Linked DNA regions of Sus scrofa: region 1 is linked to region 2. Evidence: chromatin contacts called from public HiChIP or PLAC-seq data. All regions are on one chromosome and are shown on one strand. The core of a region is the stretch at or near the end of the contact, and the rest is flanking DNA. Distances in the headings are between cores, read along the strand shown.

What was found. HiChIP or PLAC-seq counts read pairs in DNA pulled down with a chosen protein or histone mark.
Region 1: an H3K27ac HiChIP or PLAC-seq map of alveolar macrophages shows a contact between it and region 2. The contact joins two enhancer-like sites. A contact is called at or near these places in 8 of 47 Hi-C or Micro-C datasets (blood, epiblast stem cells, heart right ventricle and 3 more) and 2 of 2 datasets of contacts at active chromatin or transcription factors (alveolar macrophages and skeletal muscle).

The regions. Positions count from the first base shown.
Region 1 is chrX:19,992,220-19,995,171 of Sscrofa11.1, forward strand. It overlaps APOO (MICOS complex subunit MIC26), which reads right to left. Exons shown (of 9, transcript XM_005674464.3): 3 at 1,967-2,086. Among named protein-coding and RNA genes, the nearest start is that of APOO, 24 kb to the right of the region's middle. Within about 2 kb of position 1,627, at least 6 of the 83 cell types and tissues checked have an H3K27ac peak or open chromatin away from gene starts, as enhancers often do. A contact at or near this core is called in alveolar macrophages, where this site is marked.
Region 2 is chrX:19,917,452-19,920,401 of Sscrofa11.1, forward strand. No RefSeq gene overlaps it. Among named protein-coding and RNA genes, the nearest start is that of SAT1, 11 kb to the left of the region's middle. Within about 2 kb of position 1,575, at least 36 of the 83 cell types and tissues checked have an H3K27ac peak or open chromatin away from gene starts, as enhancers often do. A contact at or near this core is called in alveolar macrophages, where this site is marked.

The DNA.
Region 1 (2,952 bases), core at 377-2,876, 75 kb after region 2:
TCCCTGTGAGATTAAATCTTGCCTATTAGGTCTATTTTCTGATTTGCCATATATTAGAGCCTCTATCTGAAAACTGCCCATTTGAAGCAGGAATGACTGGCTTTAATGGGCAAAGGAGTCTACACTCAAGTTTGGAGAGATACCCCAATCTGGAGCAAATGAAATACTAATATTCCCTTAGCAATAATATAAAGGCTTTGTACATGAACATCAGATGATCCTAAAGAAAATAAAGCACCAGCTAGAAGGCATACACCTTCAAGAATTCTACAGTAAAGATGGGAAAAGAGATATGTAAGGGAAGGTATCAGAACCAGTTGCCACTTGGAAAAAGATTTGTTTTATTTAATTCAGTTAAATTAATTCAGAGCAAGTTATCTTAATACTGGTAAGTGGCCTTAAATAATAAATGCTGAATGTGAGGGAGGACATAAAGAACATTACAAAAAACTGACCACTGCTTCATTAAAATCCATTCTTGGTTTTTGGTGCACATAAGAAAAGAAAAACTACAGACCAATGTCTAGAGTGACCTCCCATTTCTTTTGCTAGCAAAATTTGTTTACTATGAAGAAAAACTAAATCAGTTCTTAAAAAAAGGGACTAGAACTTGTAGGCCTAAAGAAAGAGCTAGGAATCAGAAATATTTTCATTCATGAAGACTTTATAGGAAAATAAAACCAGTACAATCACAAAAAAAGGCTTTTTATTTAGAAGTAGTACAAATGAACATGTTAACTATTCTATCAGCTACAAAGGCATTTTGCTGCACTAAGCATCATGCACAAATGAAGTAAAAAACAAAAAGCAACCTAGGTTGAAAAGCAAAGAGACAAAGTACTTTTATAACCACAAAAAAAGAGCAAGAGAGAAATAACAGTAGACATGTCTACATGATACAAAAATATTTGCAAATCTGCTAAGCTTATCTTAAACACCATTGGATGGCTTAAAAATCATCTAGAACACGAGAATAAAGTCTATTACAACACATTATGAGTAAAGTCTTTAGGTGTTTCATAACTCAATAATATGGTTACGATACTCTAGTATAATGGCCTAATTTATATTATTGACAGAATCTATGCTTACTATTTTCTTTCTAAATTGGTGAACAAAAGTTCAGCACTGGCAGAGACAGTGAAAATTTAAAAATTTTTTAAAAAGTTCTGGATGAAAATTGAGTTTATAAGTCTCAAGCAGAGTAAATCTAGACCATGTCACACACATCTACATACTTCTACTTTATCAACAATTTTCAAAATCAAGATCAAGTATGACAACTATGTGTATCAAAGCCCAGGAAAGCATTGTGCAGAACGTAAACTTCAGTTTCAGATGTTAAAAGTCGCAGACATGCTTTCATGAAATAATGATAAATGCCTGATCTAAAACCTGAGCAGTAACAGTCAATCTGCATATGTAGTTCTGTGATCACTGGGGCAAAGAGTTCAGTACTAAAGTATGTAATTACCCCCTCTTTTAGTTATCTACCCTCCCATTATAGCAGTCAAAATGCTCTGTACCCATTCCTATTTCAAGTGGTACTGGCTTGTAGAATCTCTGTAGGGAGAGAAACTTCCTAATTTTGATATAAATGTTTACACTGTATCCTTTTCCTTCTACTGAAGTTCCAGCCCTATATCATCCCCTGGTGGACAGTAATGTTTTCATAGCCTTGACCAAGGAGATAGGTACCACTGTCCTCTGATCTCTAGTCAAGGAGCTACACGCCATCCAGGGGGAAGGAAATTATCTCTGCAGCTATGGCAACAGCTGCCACCAGGAAGCGAGGGCTCTCTGCTACCCACCCCGCAGAGATGACACTGATAAACATTTTTAAGCCTGGCACTATTAGGGTGGGGCGGTTTATTGTGCCTTTTTCTGAAAACATGCAGCCAATATAGACTTTTCACTATTGACTCTAAACAGAAATACATTCACTCCATTTTCAGAAAAGCTATACCTGACACCAACTTGTATATGGTTCGCAATAATGTCGGAGATGGGAGATGTTTTCTTCAAGTTGGGTCCTTGGCTCTTCCACATATTTAGATTGACCCTCAGGAACAGAGTAGAGAGAAAGCTGCAGAGATTGAAAAACAAAACAAAAAGAAATTAAGAAGCGTATACAGTAATGAGGTAACAATCAATTATCAAATTTGGTTTTGTTGTGTTTGTCTTTTTAGAGCCACACCCATGGCATATGGAGGTTCCCAGGCTAGGGGTCAAATCGGAGATGCAACTGCTAGCCTACACCACAGCCACAGCAACGGTGGATCCGAGCCACATCTGCGACGTGCACCACAGCTCACAGAAACACCGGATCCTTAACCCACTGAGCGAAGCCAGGGATCAAACCCATGACCTCATGGATACTAGTCGGGTTCATTAAAGCTGAACCACGACAGGAACTCCCAATTATCAAATTTGTAAACATCGTATTTCTAATAATTCATAAGCTAAAATGACTAAGGGTTATGTGCACCCTGAAAACTGCTTCAGAGGATCTTTGCACTTTACTTATTTCCTTACTCAATAAGGACAAGGTCCAGAGAGCAGGGCTCTGAGGTGACCTAGCCTCCTGTACTCTCCTGGTAGCAGATGAAGCAACCCCCCTTTACTTGTTCTGTATACTGGTATTTGATATTCCACCTTAGATTTAGTATGGAAAAAGGATTCTATTACTCTAAAGTGTGGGTGGGAGGTGGGATAGGAAAAAAAAGCTTGAGAGTAACTGAAGAGCATGTGACTTAGTCCTAATGATCAGCCTAGTGCTAATCAAAGCAGGATAGCAGGTTTGTCCCCCACTCAAAGAGGAAACGTTTCACAGCCACCACTGGCTGCCTTTTTCACTCTCAAATATGCCACTGTCTTAAGGCCTGCAAAGAGTAAAGGGCAAAAAAATAAGCTATTTAGCTTTATGTAAACATTATTCAAATGACCCTGCTC
Region 2 (2,950 bases), core at 325-2,824:
TTAAAGATGAGGAAAGGAGGCTTAGAGAGGTTGAGCAACTTGGATTCACTGCAGGGGCTTGGGTCTGGGATGTCAACCTGGTCTGTGCCTCCACTAGCAAATGAACTTGGGCTTTCTCTACCACACACCAGACCCTTCTTGAAGCAGCTCATCCACACTATTTCACCTTGAATTTACTTATTTATTTATGCTTTTGACATAACAATGAACAAAAATGTTTACCTCCCTGACCGTCAACATCCTAGGAGTAGGGACAGTGTTGCATAGACTTTATATCCTCAGTGCCTCATTCCACGCATAGCACGCGGTAGGCACTTTACAAGCATTCATTAAATAAATGGAACCAAGCAGCCCCAGTTTTAGGGGGGAAATGATAGAATCACCTCTAATGTAACAAGCATCCATTTTGAGAGTGAGAATTTAATTGGGAAAAAAAAAGAAAGCTGATAATTACACAGCACTTTCTACATTCTATGTGTAATACATGGATTATGTCATTTAATCCTCAAAACAAAGCCATCCTTTTGTGTATAAGGTAGGGTGTAGGGGGGAAGCAACGTATTCTGTGTTATACAACCAGAAGGCCATGGAACTGAGAGTTGAACTGGACGGCCGGGCCCCACATATACCTCACAAACCACAGCTCACTGTCTAGCTTAACTGTACAGGGTGGTCTTTAGTCATTAATACTGGTGGTGCTTTGTGGCCCAAACTGTTTCTCTGTCACCTGGAAAAGGTCTTGCCTGTGCTTAGATTAGATATGGAGGAGCCAGAAGGAATTTGGGATTGCTATCATCTGCTCCCTGCCACAATACTTCTCAACCAGCTCTACACGAAAATTTGACTTTTCCACAGAAGACCAGCTTCAAGGCAAGGCAAGTGGTTCAGGAACCATCCCACTTGACTTTCTCTTCTGCAAATTATGTACGAGTTCTGTCAAAGTTTTGCTCTCCTAAATTTTCCACATGGGCCTCCAAGGAGTTGAAAAACAAAAATCATTTTCCAGTTTCTCTGGCTTCAAGCCTGATTCCAGGACGTGATCCAACACTAATCACCACCCAAATGCCTGTCAGGGAGATGGTCGCTATGTACTCTGGCATATAGTACTAAGGCAGTCTTGCACAATGTTGTTACAGCATTATGTTATAATTACACCCCGGCCTTGTTTCCTGCACATCTCACAGATGCTTATCCAGCAAGGGGGTGTTAGCTGACAATCACTCTGAACAAGCCTGGACAAATGAAATAATAGCGGTAACCCTGAGGAACTCCTGAGAGAATATATAGCTAATATTCTAGAACATTCGGCCAGTTCAATATTCTCTTACAGGCAAGTCAAACCTCAGGCAGCTTTTCTGTTCTGACTTCTTTTTGCGCTCTCTTGTCTGGTCAGAGCAACGTCACTTTAACTCCTCGGTATCTGCAGACTTAAAACATGAAACACAGGAGGAAATTCTTAGAACCCCTCAGCCCCCACTCCACCTCCCAAAGAAGCTAAAAGCTGAAGGAGTGGTGTAGCAGACTGTTTGTTATAACTGCTGAGGAGGGAGGGGCTGCCTACCTACGGCCCGTTGCTCCTCCCCTGGGAGGGGAACAACAGAATCCTATTGGCCACAGACAATGTGACTCAGGTCAGACAAGATAGAACTCTGGGGAGAAGTTCCCACCAAAATCCAGGGAAGTGGGGAGGAGAAAACTCCTGAGGGAAGAATCTAGGTGGTGGTGTATGTGGTTTACATTCCTGTCTGTGTTTTAAGAGGTTTCCAAGCAGGTTTTAATTAACCTCCAACTGAAACTTGCTAAACAAGTTTTGCAGCCCAGGTTATTATGTTAGTATTTTTCTGGGTGTATTGTCCTAGGTTTGAATTTCATTAAGTTTATTTTTCTTTCTAACTAAAACTCTGGGAAAAAGCAAAGTGGATGTTTTAAAACCTAGGTATTTCCTGGTAATGGCTTGCAGGAAAGAATGAGATTTGGGTTGAGAAAGGAAGTGAAAATTTAACATTTACAAGTGATAAGACAAAACCAAAAGTATTATTTTTTAAAAGTATGCCTTCCTTCCAGGGAAAAATACACAGTCCCTTAGGTCAAATGATAATTATTTGAGACTTTGTTTTTAAAACAAACCCTTAGTCTTCATATGCTCCAACACCTAGGGGAGAAACGCCAAGCAGTTTCTGTTTCTTTCTAGTCTACTTCATCAGGGCCTGCATTTCAGAAACTAAAGCACAACATGATCTTTCTGCAACAATAACCACTGAATAATAATCACTCTATCCTCAAAAGAGCCACTGAGAAGAGTGGGCTTTGAGGATACTTGAAAAGATGCAGGCTGCTGCACCAGAAGGCTCTGTGCCAGAACCCTAAGAATAATCTCTTGACATGATCCCTAATAAATCACCCTCTACAGTCATTTACATAAGCCTCTGCCCCAAAAGCACAGTGGAGTCATCTAGGTCAAGGCCTTCAAAACGGGAAATGTTTGCCACTTGAGGTACATGAGAACTTTATAGGCAACTGAGTTTTAAGAACTCGCTTTCCAAGCCTCAAATTCATATACAGTCTTTCTGGAAATAATCTGCCTGACAATATCCCTGAGGTAAAGAGGTCACGCTCGGTTCCCTTTGCCCGTTTCTCCTTTCATGGTAGCTCTTTTCCGACTTGACTAAACAAAAGTGTATCTCCATCCACCCTGAATCTTAGGAGAGTGTGTCACCTCAAAGTATAAAAACCTCTGGGCACCAAATCAAAGAATAATTCAGCAATGTACAGCTCCTAAGGGAAGAGTTCCCTGAGAGTTAAGACAGGGTCAGGGAGGAAAAATCATCTTTTATCTACCTCTCTAGGTTCTTGGCTAAGAGCCCCCTGTAATAAAAGGCAGATGAGTAAGTTCCTGCAGTGGCACAGGGGGTTAAGAATCCAACTGCAGTGACTTGAGTCCCTGTGGAGG